Linked DNA regions of Mus musculus: all the other regions are linked to region 3. The links are chromatin contacts, called in public Hi-C, Micro-C, promoter capture Hi-C and targeted proximity ligation maps. All regions are on one chromosome and are shown on one strand. The core of a region is the stretch at or near the end of the contact, and the rest is flanking DNA. Distances in the headings are between cores, read along the strand shown.

Region 1 (2,835 bases), core at 138-2,637, 620 kb after region 3:
AAATAAAAATTAGCTGTCCCTACTACCAGTACCTAGCAACTCCCTTCACTCAGCTCCCATGGGATTCTCCCACACACTATTTCATCAGTTACCTAGGGAGTGTGTGACTTGGGTTACTCCTTCCTTATAAGAGTGTGCATAAAGGAATGTGTTCAACTAATTTCGAAAAATTAGTGAAAGCTGTTTATTTTCGTCATTTATCTCCCTCAGTCCATTTGGTGAAAGGACTCAATTCTCATTATCTCATCATCCCTAAAGGACTTTGGTAACTCTTAATGACTAAACACGGAGAGACCATCCCGACGACTTAAACGTCAGCGGGACACCAAAATCATTTCCAAGTTTTCAACTCATTCTATCATCAGAAGCTACACAAGTTAAATGTTTATACGTCTTTCCATAATTTTCCCAGACTCTTCCACGTGGGCAAAATTTTACAATAATTTAAGATCTGTGATAACGCTTGGGGAAAGATGCTAAAATAGTCATCTGCTTAAGACCACACGCTGATTGACAGAATACTTACTGCTTAACAAAAAGGAGGAATTAGACCTCAAGAAAAAAGTGAGCAAGACTATACCCGTTACGCTGTAAATTTTTTTTAAAATTTAGCATAACCAGATGGTCTCTTAGATAACAGTGTTTCAACCCCCGCCTCCATCGACAGTTACTACCAAGTTTTGCCGTGAAATGGTGGTTTGGGAACAGACTTTGATACTACGAAAGAAAAAGAAAAGAAACTCGCCTAGAAATTCAAAGAGGGAAGAGAAACCAAAGAGGAGCAACGTGGTGAAGAAAAAAGAAAAAAGGAAAAAAGAAAAAAAAAAAAAAGCCAGATCGAACGCGCCGAGTCACATTTAACCAGGAGAAAAAGCGCTTCGTGAGCCGACTTCTCCGGGTAACCCGAGCCCAAAGCGCCTGCCAGCCGAGGGAAGCCTCGGAAGTCTGGGCGAGCGAACGAGAAGCAGCGCTCACGCCCCGCACCGTCGCGCCGGGAGCCGACCGACAGCCTCGCCCGCCCGCCCGCGCGCGCTCCCCGTTAGCTGACGGGCGGCGACACCCACCTGGAGACCGCCATGGCCGGCGCCGGCGGTTCGGAACTCTCAGGGAGCTACACGCCGCGCCGCTCCGGCGTTCGTTTCCCGAGCAGAGCGGCGCAGGCCCAGGCCGCCGGGCGCAGGGCGGCAGGCGGCGCGGCGTGGAGCGGCCCGCACGGGCCTTCCGGCATGTGCCGGCCACCGGAGCTCGTCTCCGCAGCGACCAGGGTCCCACACACGGGCGGAGGCGGCGCCGCTCTGACCCGCACCACTTCAAACCGGGTGCCCCCAGCCCCGCTCTCTGCTGACGCAGACGCCGGCACGCCGGACTTAGCGTCTGCACGCCGGAAGTGACGTCACCGGCACGTTTTCCCCCCCCCCCCATCCCCACTCCCTGCCGGCGAGCGGAATGTAGCAGCGCCCCGCGGCAGTGGGAGCGGGTTGGCAGCGTGGATCGGGAGCCCGGCTCCCAGTCTTTAAGATTAATGGGAGAAACGGAAAGAGGTCTTGATCTTCCAGAGAGCGATAAAGATCACCTAGCTAAAGTTCCGAAAGTTCCAAACCTCGGTCTCTAAGTGCTCTCTCCATCCTGACCCTACTACCCAGCTAGGCGGCTTCCAAACAGGAACAAACTGGAGAAAGGAGACTCCGGCCCAGGTCGCGATGCTGTGGGCGGGATGAAGTCAAGAAGGAAACACTGCCGAGGGCTGGCTAGGGTGGTGCAGGCCTATAATCCTAGCACCTGGGAGGCTGAGGCAGCAGATTGTGAAATTGGGGGTCAGTCTGGGCTACAAAGCAATCTCCGGGCCAAGAATTTGCAGTGTGGTTCCGCGAGGAAGAGGGTGGGAGGAGGCTCAAGTGTGTGTTTACTATTATTTACCATTAAGTTCTGCATAAATGGTGAAGGGACTGCTAATGATTTTGCCTAGGCCTATCACCCTTCTTCCCGTCTTTTCCTCCTTCCGTCCCTCCACTGCCAAACACTCCTCTGTAAACTACCATAGCCTTAGAATTTGTTTTTAATGCCAGTAGTCAAACTAGTATTTCTCTAGTTTCGGCAAGCCCAGTTTATAGGCCACTGACAGATTAATCATCAAAAGCACCTGTCCTGTCGCCCTTCCTTATAAAACATGCCCACTAGCTTCTTGTTACCTATTTAGAAGTTATGTCTCAGGCTTTGAGTCTGCTTGTCATCTGTATGATGAGAAGCACTGTAAAAGGTTGTGGAAGGTGGGGAGGGATGTCATGAACCCAGGAAAGTTCACAAGAACTTGGTGAACTGTAAAATAGATCTGTATAGGAAAAGATGAACTAAGTACTTGCTAAAGTATTGCACAGGTGACTAACATTACCCCTTACATTACAAGGCAAAGCTATAAAGTAGTGTGATGTTTTTCCACGGTGGGGCTAGAAGCCCAGGATTTGGGTTCTATACGAAGTATAGAAGAGTGTTTTGAGCAAGAGAAATGATCTAGTTTACATTTTCTATATGTTTTCCCTAGTATCAAAAAATATAGGTCCAGGGCTGGAGAGATGGCTCAACAGTTAAGAATGCTGGCTGTTCTTCCAGAGGTCCTGAGTTCAATTCCCAGCAACTACATGGTGGCTCACAACCATTTGTAATGGGATCTGATGCTCTCTTCTGGTGTGTCTGAGGAGAGGGACAGTGTACTCATATAAATAAAACTATATATATGTATATATATATATATATATATACACATATATACACACACACATATATATGTATGTATACACACACACACACACATATATATATATATACATATATATATAG
Region 2 (2,954 bases), core at 207-2,706, 670 kb before region 3:
TTCCAGGGCTTACCACACCGTCTTCTGTCCTCCATGTGTAATGTGACATGGAGAAGCAGGCACACACATATGACACAGAAGCAACATCTTTAAAAAATTTAAATGCAGGGCCTACAACAGCAGCACAGGGTTGTTGGAAAACTAAAAAGAAGTTAATAGATAAAAGATGTTTTTTAAAAAGGAACAAAAATGCTAATGCATGTCAAATATTGGTATACAAGAGTTTCATTTAGGCTACAGGAGTTCTTATTAGTGATAAAAGGACAAAGTATTTGGTTTTTAGATATCTATAAAAATTGACTGCTTGACAAATTAACTCAATACTTTAATAATATTAAATTATGAGGTTTCCTATTTACATTTTTAAAGGAAACATTTTTATTGTAGTATAATTCAAATGCACCTTGAAATGCATAAATTTATAATTTTGTAATTAACAAGATTGCAATCGCTGCTCTATGTAAATCAGGGTGTATCTATGATTTGCTGCCAGGAATAAAAAAAGTCTTGAACTGATTGACAGGGATATTGTTATCTACTGGTTAGGATAAAAGATTTAAAATGAACGTGTATTAAGATTCAGAGTTCTTCCTTAACATGGACCCGCTGTAAAAGTGAGAAGCATGCCAGTTCTGTTCAGCAAATGTTTTAGTAGCTCCTGTGATTTCAAAGGCACAGTGTTGGCTGCGGAGTGCGAGATGAATAACTGCTGGTATTGAAGAGAAGCAAGATCTGTACCCAGTGGAAAGAGGAATGGGACGTCACGGTGTAGGGCAAACACAATGCAGGAACAACCCAGTGGAGCTTAAAATAATTTAATTCTGGCTGCCTGAGGTGTTTTTTTTTTTTTTTTTTTTCCTTAAATTTTATATTGGATGCCCTTTCTGCGTGTGCTAGGTTGCTTATTGGCGTAGAATCTGCGACCCTGTGAAATCTTTTTCATTCCCCATTTCTTCTTTTCCTTGCCAACTCGATCTCTTCAGCCGCCAGCACTGCCTTTGGAACAGTATCTATTGTGTGGGTGGCGGAACGCGGGGAAGCTATTTCTGTTCTAATTATGAGCACTGTTTTCGTAGGGGAAAAAGAGGGGGTGATAAGGCAGATCTGAGGCTGAGCTGCTGGCTGGGCGAGGATGCTCGGTGGAGGCGTTACTAAGGTTACTAGAGAGAGGACCGCAGGTGACAGGCGGGGTTTTTCTCTATAGCAATATACATTTTCCAATGAAGGACGTGGGCTGGGCAGTGCCACATTGTACTACATATTGGATTCCCTAGAGGAAAAAGGAGATGGCCCAAAGGAAAAATGAGGGACCAAAGCAGGGAGCCTCTGCTTCCTCTTCCGGGCCTTTTCTTCCGCCGTCTTTGTTTACCCCCGAGCCATTCTGGCTGCAGCACAGAGTCGGCGCGCCGGAGAACGGTGTCTTATCGATGTGACACGCCTCTGAGCCGGGCCGGAAGCGGTTCCCAGCCGGTACCCGTAGGGCCAGGCGTGCAGCGTGCGGTGACAGTGGCGCGGGCGGCGGCGCTGCGTGGCTCTGGAGGACCGGCGCGGACCTGCAGCGGCTCGCTGAGGCCGTGGCTCGTCGCTGCAGCTGTCAGGACTCTTGGGGGCGAACTTGCCAGACAGAGAAGAGCGGAAGGGAAGGGGTGTGTAAGGAGGGCCGTGGGCGTGTTTGATCTCAGAGAGGACTTTGAAACTGGTTCTTAGTAGTTGAGTCTCATTTTTATTTTGACAGATTCGGGAGGCAGCAGATGCCCTATTCTCGAGATTTTCTTAATTCCAGTCAGTTGATAGCATGATTTGAGTGAGAGCTTTTTAGTGAAGCTACTGGGTTAAGATAGCTCAAGGGATGGATGAAGCTGCCCGAGATAAAAAGAAATGTGGCGTCGGAGCAGAGAAGAGGTGTCTGGAATGAGGGGTCAAGATGATCTACTAGTTCCAGGTTCTACTAGTTTCAGGTCTTCCTGTACTAGGTACCGTCCCCAAACTATGTAAGCTTGAGGTTTGGGCTTCTTTACATAACCTCTATGTTAACCTTTACATAAGTGGGGAAGTAGGAGACGCGTCTGTGCCAGCCAGACCTTAGATTCTGCAACTGCTCCAGGCTCCACACTGCGGTTTTCCACCATCAATATATGAAGCACGTGAGGATGGATTAGAGGGTAGTAGAATTTGAACAGCCTTGATGAGATCTGCTAAAAGGTGTGACGTCTAGGTGTATAAGGCAATGATAGCTGTCGGTCAGGAAGAACTGTGGCTTGCAAACCTATGTCTCCAAAGCTTGGCTGTTGCCTTCTCTTTAGCATTTGGTGGGATAAGGAAGAGAGGTATATACTCACACGCCCAAGTTTGAAAATGGAGTTGCAGAGACTCACAGAATTTAATGATTTGACATAGCTACCTTATTTAACAGAATGACAAACAGAAGGTAGTCAAGAACGCAGACACTGGCTATCCTAGCTGTACTTGCCAACACAGATGCTAAAGTTAATGTCTCTTTACCTGGACTGGGTCCTTTCAGCAATAAAGATTGCAACCCACCTTTACCCCTATTAATGTGTGTTACGAATTCTGTACACTTACTGACACAAATACCAAAGCTGAAAAATATTATCACTTGACCTGGACTGGCTCCTTTCAGCTGCAGGAGTTGACTATTGATGATATACAGTAGTAAAATCATCTGTACCCTTGCTCATGTGTGTTCCAAACTCTGTGTAATGCTGGAGTCAGATGCCTTTTCAGGCACAACTGACAGCTGAAGCTTTTCAGCAATTCCAAGACTATCCATCGGAAAATAATAAGACTGACTAAGCCTAGGGGTAAGGAAACTTAGCTTAAGGAGACCTCAGCTAAAACTCATGCTTAAAAATTAAGGAAAAAAAATTTAATCAGTTGATAATGTACTGTTTACAAACACTAATTCTGGCAAGTTGTGCCTAATATTCCCAAGA
Region 3 (2,904 bases), core at 315-2,814:
GTGGAATCTAGATGTCACAAAGTTTTCTTTGAGTCTGACTCCTATTTTAAACTACTGTATATGTAAAATTCATGTAAGAAAATTAACAATAAGGAGCTGGGCATTGGTGATGCACACCTTTAATCCCAGCACATGGGAGGCAGAGGCAGGTAAACCTCTGAATTTGAGGACAGCCTGGTCTACAAAGTGAGTTCCAGAATAGCCAGGGCTACACAGAGAAACCCTGTCTAGCAAACAAAAACAAAGGAAAGAAAAAGAAAATTAAAAGATACTAATGAGGCCTTTGCATATCATAGCAGGAACTTTCTGTAATAAAAAAACATAACCTGCCTATTAAGTGCTTGGAGGTAGAGAATAAATGGGCAAGATCTCTCATGTTCTAAACAACTTCCCACCCCCACCCCCACCCCAACCCCACCCCGTTCTACAAATACAAAAACAAGGCCAAGGGGGTTAAATGATTTTTTCAGTCATCAGTGACAGGTTTATGAGAAAGAAACAAGAAACACACCACATGATCTGGCTCCCTGGGGCAAAGTGAATTTACAAGTTGAACTGACTTCATTTTATCTACATTTACAGTGAGAAAACAGAATTCCATTTCCAGGAAGTGTGTCCTGAAGAAAGACTACTGACAAAGCACAATCCGTCTCAAATTCCCTTAATGAACCACAAGTTCATTCATCCTAATTGCAAAAGATGAAATTGTAATCCTTGAAGTGTCTAACCTAGTGTTAATGGCTAATAGCTCTGTACCAGTACCAGTCTATGGGGGCAGAAAGTATTCCGTCCGGTATGGACTATTCATTAACTGGTACTATTCCTAAAGAGAGTGGGTTTGGATCCATTTAAAATACGCTGAAATTTTAATACAAAATCAACATAACGTTTGTCAATAAGTAAAAGCTTCCTGTCCCAAGAGCATCGTCACCCCTGCGTGAACTCGAGCTGTCAGCCCACGCTCGCGTCTCGCCCGGGGAGAAGGGTGCTGCAGCGTGGGAGAAAGGTGCTGGCGTCTCCCGCTCAATTTCAATTCTCCCACGCCCAGAGCAGTCAGTGCGCTGGGGTTTCCATCAGCGCGCAACTTGGCACCGGGATCAGTCACGCCGGCCACCTGCAGGTGACCTTCGTCCCCAGCACAGAGCAGACAGCCTCCGCCTAGGGGTCAGGGCCTTGGGGCATCAAGGCCCTAGGCTGGGGCGGCTCTCCGGGTCAGAGACACCCTGGCAGCCACACCCACAGGCGGCGCGGTGACAGGTGCCCGGGCCCTCCGGGTCCCGCAGCCCACGAGCGCCCGCCCCCGCGCGCACCACCTGTCGGGCCGACGCGCGCGCACCCGGCAGCGGACGCCCCGCCCGGCTCCTAAGGAGTCCCTGGTCAGGGCAGCCCGAAAGCCGGGGCATGTGAGAACTTTACCGGAGGGTGGGCCCTACGCAGGCGGTGTCGGTGCTTTCGATCTCCTGCAAGATCCGCTCGTGCTCCGGGACCGTGCCCAGAGCCTCGCAGCTCTCCGCCATCTTGGCTGGAAGCGGAGGCGCCGGCCGGGCGCGGCGGCGCGCGGACCACAGGAGCGAGCGGCAGGTGGCGCAAGCGCGGCGCGGCGCTGCGGGGCGGGGAGGGGCGGGGCCTGGAGGGGTGGGGCGCAGTGGGTGGGGCCCGCCCGGGTGGAGCCCGCCCCTGGGGAGGTAAGGATGACCTGGAGAGGGTGGGGATCGGGGCGGGGGGGGGGGGTGGCCGGGAGGGGAGGGGAACCACCACCTCCATCTTTCCTCGCGACCTGCCCTTAGTTATCTAGAGATGTTTTAGTGCAGTGTGTGCTGTTGTGCACTGCAGGTACCCTAGCAATAACGGAGGTGACCCTCGGTCACACGCCCTCAGTAATAGTGATAGAAGCTACTGAGCACCTGATGGGCTTTAAATAGTGGGGAGTCAGAGAAAAGCAAATGCTTTCCCGAAAATCAAAACTGAGTGTGTCGTTGAGATTTATTTTAAGAACAAACAAAAATTCTATACCTCGACTGCTCTGAAAAAATCGTGTCCCCTGCCGGATGCAAGTTCACCGAGGTTAGTCATATTGGACATAAACTATCAAAATGAGGGAAAATGAGAACAAGACTAAGGCGCTTGCTGGCAACGTAGAAAAGAGGCCCAGGGCAATGTTGGATTTCATGCTGAAGCTCTTGAATCCAAGCGCTCCCAGGGAGTGGTAGCTGGGCTGGGGTGGGAATAGACTTCTAGGGGGAAAGAATGAGCAATAAAGTGGTAGAAGGAAATGGCAGGTGGCTTGAGCAAAGGGACACATGTAGAAAAAGAGGCTTGCTTAACAACCTGTATCTAGGACACCGTGTAAACCAGCTTGTCATGATCAAAGCACTGATGGAAGATTAGTCAGAAAAGAGTTCAAACCTAGCCAGAGGGACAACTAATTTTCTGCTCTCCCTAAGTTCAGGAGCTCTGAGCTTCCCTGTGAGTCAGGCAGGCTTTGCACGAGCCAGCTGTCAGACTCACTCTCTTCCCTGGGCCTCTACTACCAGCTTTTTCCCTCTTCTTCCTCCTTTTCCTCCTTCTCCTTTTCTCCCTCTTCCTCCTCCTCTTCCTCCCCATAAGAAATCCTGGGAGATGATATTGAGAAACAATTAAGAACATGTCCTCTGAAGACAACTGTCCCAAACCCCACTCAGTCATGTGACACTAGGCAAAACTTAATACTTTTCTATCTCAGTGTCCCCAGCCGCAGCTGCTAATAACTGTGGTATCTACCTTGTACTACATCCTATATTATATTAACTTCCATTATTTCTGTAACAAATGCCAGAGCATAAAATGACTCAAGTGTAATCTGTTAGAATGCTCACTGGGCTATAGTCAACATGGCGACACAACTGCATTTTTTTCCAGACTCTA
Region 4 (2,700 bases), core at 124-2,623, 550 kb before region 3:
AGTACCAAACAAACACTCCCCTCTGTGAGTTGGGGGGGTTGATTTTTTTTTTTTTAAGATACCGTTTGTCAGGGTGTAGCCTTCATCCACCCTTGCCCTCAATTAAAAAAAAAAAAAAAAGCGATTGGTCTGTGGACACTGCCAACCCTGGAAGCCCTCCTCTGTGTTCGGAGGTTTGGGGGCTGAGGAGGGGGGTGAGTGGGGTTCACATAACCAGCATTTCTGGTCAGAGTATATGCGGGAACAGGAACCTTTCCCCCAGGGGACATCCCACTACTGTAGGATTTCTCCTTGAGACTGCTCTTCTAAGCAGGAGCCCAGCAATAAGGAAGATGCTGGGTGCCCCAGCTTCTTTGTCTGTTAAATAGATGCGATAATAACAGTAGCGTGACATTTGGAGAGAAAGCAGAAACTCTGTGAGAAGCCACCTCGCACCCTGTGTCCCACCTGGCTGTAAGCTCCCATTGCTTAATTAGCCTCATAATAGTCTCTGCAGTTTGCAAAAAGTCCGGGAAGGCCCCCTTAACACTTGTGAGGATTTACTTACCCACTTGGCACTGTGGGTAAACTGACGAAATTAAACTCCAGAGTATTGGGCACTGGGTCTGCCAAAAAGGATACAATTCCACCCACGACCTATTATTGTTACTAGTCACTATCCCCCACCCCCACCCCCGGCCCACGGCTTTGGTCAGATCCTTGCCTCCCACCAGCAGCCCGCCTGGATACTTGTTGCGTTGCACGCAGCCAGCGCTCACCTGGTCCCCGCCGGGAAGGCGCTGCGGGACCACGCGGAACAAGATGCAGAGGGGCAGCGCGGCGAGCGCCGAGTAACCCCATATGAAAGCCAGCAGTGCCGCCTGAGTCCGCCGCCCCGGGCCGCTCAAGCCGCGCCGGAGGCGCACGATGCACACCATGCGCTCCAGGCTGACCGCGGCCAGTGTGAGGATCGTGACGCTGCCGCTCATTGTCATCACGTAGAAGAGCAGGTGGCAGACGACGGGCCCCAACAGCCAGGCCTCAGTCCAGCGCACGACGAGCACTAGAGGGATGGCGCTGGTGAAGAGCAAATCCGCGCAGAAGAGGTTGAGCACCAGGCTGGCTGTCGCCCCACGGCGCCGACGGCGCGCCACCAGCACTAGAGCACACACGTTGCCCAGCAGTGAGACGACAAAGATGAGCCCCAGAACGGTGGTCTCCACGACGCTCAACACCAACCGGTGGTCGCCCTTGACATCCGAGAAGAAAGGGAAGTGGGTGCGATTGACTTGGTCCAGGGTGTGCGAGGGGCCAGGGCCCGTCGTCTGTGCACACTCAGGGGACATGCCGGGCGCCCGGCCGCCCGCCGCTGTCTGAGAGAGCGCTCATCTGCGAGGTAACTGAATGCCAAGGCGGGGAAAGAGGGAGGGAGGAGGTTGCGACACCTCCCCTCTGTCACCCTCCCGCCCGAGTTGCCCAGGCTCTGGGCGTAGGAGCTGCGTCCAGGGCGCACCGGAACGAGGAAGTGCCTGGCAACACTGGCCTGAACACCGTGGGTGGGAAGGTGGCCACCAAGGCAGAGACCTCAGACCCTTGGGCAGTCTAAGTGCTCTTAAGCCAGAAAATTAAAGAATCTCCGCCTCCCTGTCCCTGCCCCGCCCCCCCCCCCCCCCCCGCCCCCGAGGCCGCCTTCTTCATCTTTCATGGACACTGATTACTGAAATCCTACTTAAGCTAACCCTGATCGAAGAGTGTCAGAGTTGAACTTGGGAAATGGTGCGGACCAGTGTAGTTCAGACTGCTCTAAAGAAATCCCATAGGTAGGAGGTTGATCCCAAAACAACTTGTAATGGGCCAGTGTTTATCTGATTTGGGGGTGAGTTAATCTCCTTATATACCAGTTTGTTTGTTTGCGTTTGCAAAATAGGAAGAATTACTTTGCCTGAGAATTTGGTTCTTTGTGTAGAGCATACACCTAGTGTGAGGGAGGCCCTGGGTTTGATACTCAGCACGGAAGTGCAGGGAGGGGTGAGAGGGAGGATGAGGGGAGGGAGAGAGGTCAGGTGCACAGTCAAGCTTTGAAAGTGCCTCAGGCTCCCAGGGTGAGAGCACTTGACCTTCTGATTCTGTTAGAGAAGAAACCTGAGCCTCTGCGAGAATGACTTTGCTAAGGTGGCCTTTGGTGACTAATAGACGTTCCTGGACCCCTAGACTTCCTTCTTGCCATTAAACCACCCACCATTGCTTCTGGTTTCCTTTTCTAGAAAATGAGATAACTAGTCAGTTAAAAGTGTGTTTGGGGACTGAGATCTAAAGACCACTTCTCTAAGTACTCCAACCACCTAAGACCTCATGCCCTCTCCCTTTGCCACACCCCCAGGCCTCTCCTCCTGCCTATTCTGCCTGGTGGTTTGTCTCCAGGTATTTATGAAGAACAGCATGTGCCCGTTGAAGTTGACGGTGGTGCCTGGAAGCGCATGCATGTGCGCCTCTGCTTATCACCCGCATGTGACTCCAAGTACATGCTGTGACTTCTAACATGATGTGCAGATCCTATGTCAGTGGGAGAGAGGCACAGCTGGAGGTTTGGGTAGCTTCAAGTTGGAAAGTGGAACCAGTGGGGGCTGGGCACTGCTGGAAAAGCCAAAAAAAGAAAAAGAAAAAAAAAAAAAAGAGTGAAACGAAGGGGCCTCAGAGATGGGACTTTGGGAACTGTCTGAT
Region 5 (2,739 bases), core at 180-2,679, 850 kb before region 3:
TGGCTTATAGTGGCTTGTGCTTTGTTTTCAAAATAACTGTTAGAAACTTGTCTTGAAATTGAAGGGCAAGATTCCTGGGCATTCACGATGTGCTGACATTTTTAGCACGTGCTGCCTGAGTAAGTATGCAGACCCCTTCATTCATGCCCGAATGGAAAACTAAAGAGTTTGCAAGGCCCAGTTCCACATTAGGCCAGAATGACATCCACCCATAGGGTGACTAGAAAAAAAACTGACCTCAGGAGCTCCCGGGTTAGTCAGCCCAACATGGGGTAACCTATCCATGCAAACAAAATCAGAAACCCGAGATCTTTTCTCTTTGCTTTCAGGACAGAAATGTAGCAATACTCATCTCCCCGAGACTTTTCTCTCTTAACTCAGAAAAACACAACTAAGAAGGTAGGAACCTGAGTGGGACAAGAGGCACAGAAGTCGTAGGGCATATTCAGGGGAAGAGACCCCGGAGATTAGATTGAGAAAGGTCTAAAAGATGGGCTTCTTACTGGAAAGCTATTTAGTGGAAAGGGCCCTAGGCAGACAGAGTCTCTGGCAAAAGTAGAGAGCCTTACCTAGTGCTGTCTGGACCTGCCCTACCCAGACCTTGGCAGATGGAGGTGGGGTGAGACCGAATCCCGAACCCCCATCTTCCACGGCCTCTCTTTACTTCTTTGTTAGGGGAATTTGAACGAAAGTTAAGGGTTCTTCACCGAGGCTCCTCGCAAGGTGTACCTCGTTTTAAGCCAGTAGCTAAAAAGTCCCCCTGTCCCCCCAAAGCTTGAGGGTCAGTGGTCCACTGAACTCTTCCTCTCTGCGATGCTGAGATTCCGTGACAAACACTTCCAGAACTCCAGTCTTTCCAACTTGGTTCAGGAAGATCGGTTTACACCCACGATGTGGGTTCCAAGTCGGCTTCCTGCCACCCGCTGCCTGGCCCCTCTCGGTGACCTTTCACCTCTGACTGCCACTGGACTGCGAGGTCCTGTCCCCCACCCCCCCACCCCCCACCCCCCGTCACCAATTTGGGGTTATTAACACTCGGAAACTTTCTGGGTCTCGGCTCAGGCCGGTGCGCAGAGGACCAGACCGACCCCGCCCGCCCGCACTCACCGGGCTCCCCACGCGAGCCGCACGCCCAGGCTCCACACGGCCAGCACCTGCCGCGGCCAGGGGCGCCCTCCGCCTCGACGTCCACGTGCTCCTCGCCGGGGGACGCCGGGTCCGCGAGCTGCAGCTCGGGCTCGCGCAGCTCCACCGCCTCGGCTGCAAGCTCCGCCGCGCTCTCCGGGGGCCCCATCCCGCAGCCCGCGCTCTCCCCGCAGCCGCGCGCCTTCTGGCGCCCGCAGCTGCCGCCCGGCCGCTCGGCTCTTCCGGCCCCCGGCGAGCCGGTGCGTGTGCGCGTGCGCGTGCGCCCGGCTCCGCGCGCTTGTCCTCCGCTGCCCTCCCGCCCCGGGGAGCCCGCCGCCTGCGCTCGCTCGTGCTCTCCGGCTGCGGTGGCTACAGCTGGCGCGGTGACTGTCCCCCACCCCCACCCCAGGGCAGTCGGGCTAGACAGCACACTGGTCCTCCTCTGTCTTTGCACAGACAGGGAGGGACGCTTGGTTCTCAGCCCTGGCGCCTCGGGTCTTGGGGCCTTCTGCTGCTTTAGAAAGACTGTACCTCTGAGCTGGGCGTGGTAGCCCACGCCCTTACTCCCAGCAGTTAGGGACAGAGGCATGTGGGTTTGTGAGTTCAAAGCCAGCTAAGGCTGTATAGTGAGACGCCCTCCCTAAATAAATACATGAATTAAATTAAATTAAATTAAATTAAAAGGGACTGAGTGTCTGTTTACTGATATGGATCACCTCTGTGATGCCCCGAGGACTTCTAAGCATTATGTGAGTTTTTAAACACACTTCGACCTGTCCAAGAATTTAAGGTGTAAACATAAAGATTGAAACATAAAATTGAAAAGGAGGGCTCTTTAAAAATGCAAGGCACCTGGGTGTGGTGGCAAATTGAGTGAAGAGGATCTTTGTGACTTCAAGGCCAGCCTGGTCTACAGAGCGAGTTCCAGGAAAGCCCTGGCAGCACAGAGAAACCCTTTCTCCACAAAACCAAAACCAACCATCCAAACAAACAAAAATTGCAAGGCAAAGGGGGCTGTCTCAACAAACTGAGACAAGTAGCTACCTCAGCTCTGTTAGCTCCAGATTTCAAAGAAAGAGACCGATATTCCAAGTGAAGGGCCTAGGCGGGGTAAATTTTACTCTTGATGAACTAACCAGTACCCCGAGCTCTTGACTCTAGCTGCATATGTATCAGAAGATGGCCTAGTCGGCCATCACTGGAAAGAGAGGCCCATTGGACACGCAAACTTTATATGCCCCAGTACAGGGGAACGCCAGGGCCAAAAAGGGGGAGTGGGTGGGTAGGGGAGTGGGGGTGGGTGGGTATGGGGGACTTTTGGTATAGCATTGGAAATGTAAATGAGCTAAATACCTAATAAAAAATGGAAAAAAAAAAAAGAGGGTGTACTCTGAAGATGGAACTCGTAGACAGGAAATGCATTTATTTTTCATTCCCCCTTAGATGGGACTTCGTCTTTTTCCCCATTGGCTGGGGTCAAACCTCACAGTCTTATTCCATCGCCAGTTTTTTAAGAACTGGCCCTCTTGAAATGAAGGAAGAAGGGGAAAGGGGAAGCTGATCTTTGGTTCTGCAATTCCTGGAATATAGCACTGGGCTTTGTGTAAACAGACA
Region 6 (2,715 bases), core at 147-2,646, 640 kb before region 3:
CAATAGTCCATTTGGTACAGTGCTTCCGTGAAAGCAAGAGATACTGAATTGAGTTCTCAGAGCCCACTTTAAAAACTGGGACAAGGTCAGCTCAGTGAGTGAAAGCGCTTGCCACCAAACTTGACAGCTTAATCCCTGAACCCACGTGGGAGTGGGATAGAACTGATTTCCATAGCTTCTTGTCTAGCCTCCATACTGTGTCCTGCATGAGCACCCCTGCATGAGCATGCACATATATAAAAATAAGTGTATGATAAATGTCCAGGTATAGTTGCACACATTTTCAATCTTAGGGCTGGGAAGGCAGAGACAGGCAGATCTCTGGGTTTGTGTCAGGCAGCCTCACCTGTTTAGTAAGTTCAGGGCCAGTGAAAGACCCCTTCTGTGGACAGTACCCAAGGAACAACACTAGAAGTTGACCTTTGTCCTTCATGTATACACGCACACACTATACTTATGCATACCACACACAGACAGATAGACTCATACAAAGGAAATTAGTGTAGAAAAGCTGACTTGTGGAAAGTATTCTTAAGAGGGAACAGAGTGAACACCAGAGCTGTTTGCAGTGTAAGATTTTACAATCAACTGCTTGTTTTTAAAGGCCATGTAGGTTCTGTTCTCTGACGGCTGGACAGTAATGCCATATAGAGAACTTCATTAGGCATAATTGGGTTTTCTGTTCTTTCTTATCTCAGCAAGTGGAAGATTTTATTCTTTCTTGTGTTATCAGTTCAAGACACTGGGAACTGTGTTGATGGCTGTCACAGAGCAGGAATCTTCCTCTAAGACTTTATAGTTTCATCATCATGTGTACATAGCTCATTAGACAGCACCCTCCCCCTGCTATTTGTTAAAGTTGGTGCCACAACAGGTTCAGTTAGGATCAAAGTTCAGGCATACACATTGATTCAAAGATCAGAGTCCAGCAGGTAAAAGGCTAGAACCACCGTGGCAAATCAATGCGGCTTTATTTTTGTCCTGTGCTGAACTGAGGGACGTTCTGTACTGGCAAGCCAAATCCGAGTTAAGTCAGAACTCTAGTGGTAACTCTCCAAGGCAATTAGCTCTTATTACGTCATTCTTGAAGTAGCATCTTTTCTTTTAATCCTATGGACGTTGTGTAAGTTAAGGTTTGTAAAGAGCACACTGTGTTAGGATGAGCACATCAAGATGTTCTCTTACATTTGAAAGAGTATTTGTCAAACATTTGGAAAAATAATGCTTATTACTTTAGAAAAACTTATTCTGAGAAGAGGAGGCCTTCTCAGACATTGTTTGGAAGAATGGAAACTCTCTAACCTTTCTTCTGGAGGAAAACCTGACCCTGTAACTGGGTTAGAGCACATGTGGTGGCCAATGATGCTGCTTTTGGAATTTGATATTTTATTTGGAATAGATAAGCTCCTCAGATAAACATGGGCAGAAATGCACACTGTTCACCAAGAAAAACAGCGTGGTGGACTGTGTGCCCGCCCACTGTGGAGCTCTTGCTAGCATGTTTAAGATCCTGGGTTTAATCACCAGACTGCTCCCCACCCACCCTCACCCCCAATAAAAATAAAAATGGGAAATACAGCCTAAATCCCCACCAATCAGAAATTAACGATTGGTTAATCAAATTCCATATAACAGTTTTTGTTTTGTTTTGTTTTGTTTTGTTTGTTTGTTTAAGGTTTTCACAGGGCTAGATAGATGGCTCTGTGGCTAAAGCACATATTGGCCTTGGAGAGGATCCAAGTTCAGTTCTAGCGCCTTCATTGGGAGATCTGACACCTCAGCCCTCTGCAAACACCTGTACATACATATGCATCATTCAAAACAAAGATAAATCCTAGAAAGAAATCTCATTATAAAAGCTTTGACATATTTATACGTATTGTCAAGGAGAACTGTCTCTGCTATCTCAAATCCTTTATAGTTACAGTTATGCACAGTATAATCTTAATTTAAATATATATATATATATATGAATGATACCTTTTTAAAGACCAACCACACTTAAAAAGTGACTGTATTACCTGTGGCCTGGGGTAACTTTTCCTTAGGACTTTAAACATTTCCAAATTGCTTTTATTTTAGACAGTGGCAGTATGTATTACCTATAAAATCAGTAAAGATAATATATTCCTATTTTTAAAATATAACAAAATAGACCTCACATGAATTATCTAAACTCAACTAAAATTTATTCAATATTGGATAAAGTAGTATCAGGCAGACAAACTATTCCATGATGTAATTACATTAGTAAGTGGCTCATCTCCAGTGAAAACCCTTAGCCTACAGGAACTAATCTTGAGTGTAGGTCCTAATACATATATGTTCTTTACAAAATTCTTCATTTCTGTTGTATGGCCAAGGAAATAATTAAACCAGCTGCTATTTTAGTGTAACATGGGGAAGTTGTTCATTAGATATTACTTGCATTCACTTTTTGATGAGGCTCTGGTGTTTTTCATATTGTTTAATTTTTTAAAATTTATGGTATCTTGAGGAATAAGTTAAATTTTGTGGAATCATAGAAGTTGAAGCTAAAATACTGCTAAATTCATGGTTAATTTAATTGCACTGGTAAACGATTCAGAATGCGTTATGTTAAAACAATGACGACATTTCCTTGTCAATGAGCAGGAAACGCTGAGGAGGAAGACAGTGCTTCAGACTCTGAGCTCTGGAAGGGTCCGCTGCCAGAGACAGATGAGAAGTCCCAGT

What was found. Promoter capture Hi-C pulls out the DNA fragments that hold promoters and counts their contacts. A called contact is a pair of places that touch in the nucleus more often than the background predicts.
Region 1: a targeted proximity ligation map of bone marrow-derived macrophages shows a contact between it and region 3, with 2.8 times the contacts expected there. A contact is called at or near these places in 2 of 39 promoter capture datasets (the C10 cell line and embryonic stem cells), 4 of 484 Hi-C or Micro-C datasets (B cells, CD4 T cells, CD8 T cells and 1 more) and 5 of 130 datasets of targeted methods (bone marrow-derived dendritic cells, bone marrow-derived macrophages, hepatocytes and 1 more).
Region 2: a promoter capture Hi-C map of pre-B cells shows a contact between it and region 3. A contact is called at or near these places in 9 of 39 promoter capture datasets (the C10 cell line, the HPC-7 cell line, cranial neural crest and 5 more) and 3 of 130 datasets of targeted methods (large pre-B cells, pro-B cells and stem cell-derived neural progenitor cells).
Region 4: a contact with region 3 is called in a targeted proximity ligation map of bone marrow-derived macrophages, with 2.9 times the contacts expected there. A contact is called at or near these places in 1 of 39 promoter capture datasets (liver), 1 of 484 Hi-C or Micro-C datasets (embryonic stem cells) and 3 of 130 datasets of targeted methods (bone marrow-derived macrophages, embryonic stem cells and pancreatic cancer cells).
Region 5: a Micro-C map of embryonic stem cells shows a contact between it and region 3, with 4 times the contacts expected there. A contact is called at or near these places in 4 of 39 promoter capture datasets (the C10 cell line, the HPC-7 cell line, cranial neural crest and 1 more), 2 of 484 Hi-C or Micro-C datasets (both in embryonic stem cells) and 2 of 130 datasets of targeted methods (embryonic stem cells and stem cell-derived neural progenitor cells).
Region 6: a Hi-C map of liver shows a contact between it and region 3, with 3 times the contacts expected there. A contact is called at or near these places in 1 of 39 promoter capture datasets (liver), 3 of 484 Hi-C or Micro-C datasets (cortical neurons, liver and palatal mesenchyme) and 1 of 130 datasets of targeted methods (differentiating embryonic stem cells).

The regions. Positions count from the first base shown.
Region 1 is chr19:36,924,631-36,927,465 of GRCm38.p6, reverse strand. It overlaps Btaf1 (B-TFIID TATA-box binding protein associated factor 1), which reads right to left and starts at 1,387. Exons shown (of 38, transcript NM_001080706.1): 1 at 1,065-1,387. The coding sequence starts at 1,078.
Region 2 is chr19:38,222,654-38,225,607 of GRCm38.p6, reverse strand. Fra10ac1 (FRA10AC1 homolog (human)) reads left to right here and starts at 1,456. Exons shown (of 14, transcript NM_001081075.2): 1 at 1,456-1,646.
Region 3 is chr19:37,549,078-37,551,981 of GRCm38.p6, reverse strand. It overlaps Exoc6 (exocyst complex component 6), which reads right to left and starts at 1,564. Exons shown (of 22, transcript NM_175353.2): 1 at 1,417-1,564. The coding sequence starts at 1,517.
Region 4 is chr19:38,095,752-38,098,451 of GRCm38.p6, reverse strand. Ffar4 (free fatty acid receptor 4) reads right to left here and starts at 1,373. Exons shown (of 3, transcript NM_181748.2): 1 at 759-1,373. The coding sequence starts at 1,325.
Region 5 is chr19:38,394,670-38,397,408 of GRCm38.p6, reverse strand. Slc35g1 (solute carrier family 35, member G1) reads right to left here and starts at 1,429. Exons shown (of 3, transcript NM_175507.3): 1 at 1,108-1,429. The coding sequence starts at 1,294.
Region 6 is chr19:38,189,827-38,192,541 of GRCm38.p6, reverse strand. Fra10ac1 (FRA10AC1 homolog (human)) reads left to right here. Exons shown (of 14, transcript NM_001081075.2): 13 at 2,635-2,713. Among named protein-coding and RNA genes, the nearest start is that of Gm52398, 27 kb to the right of the region's middle.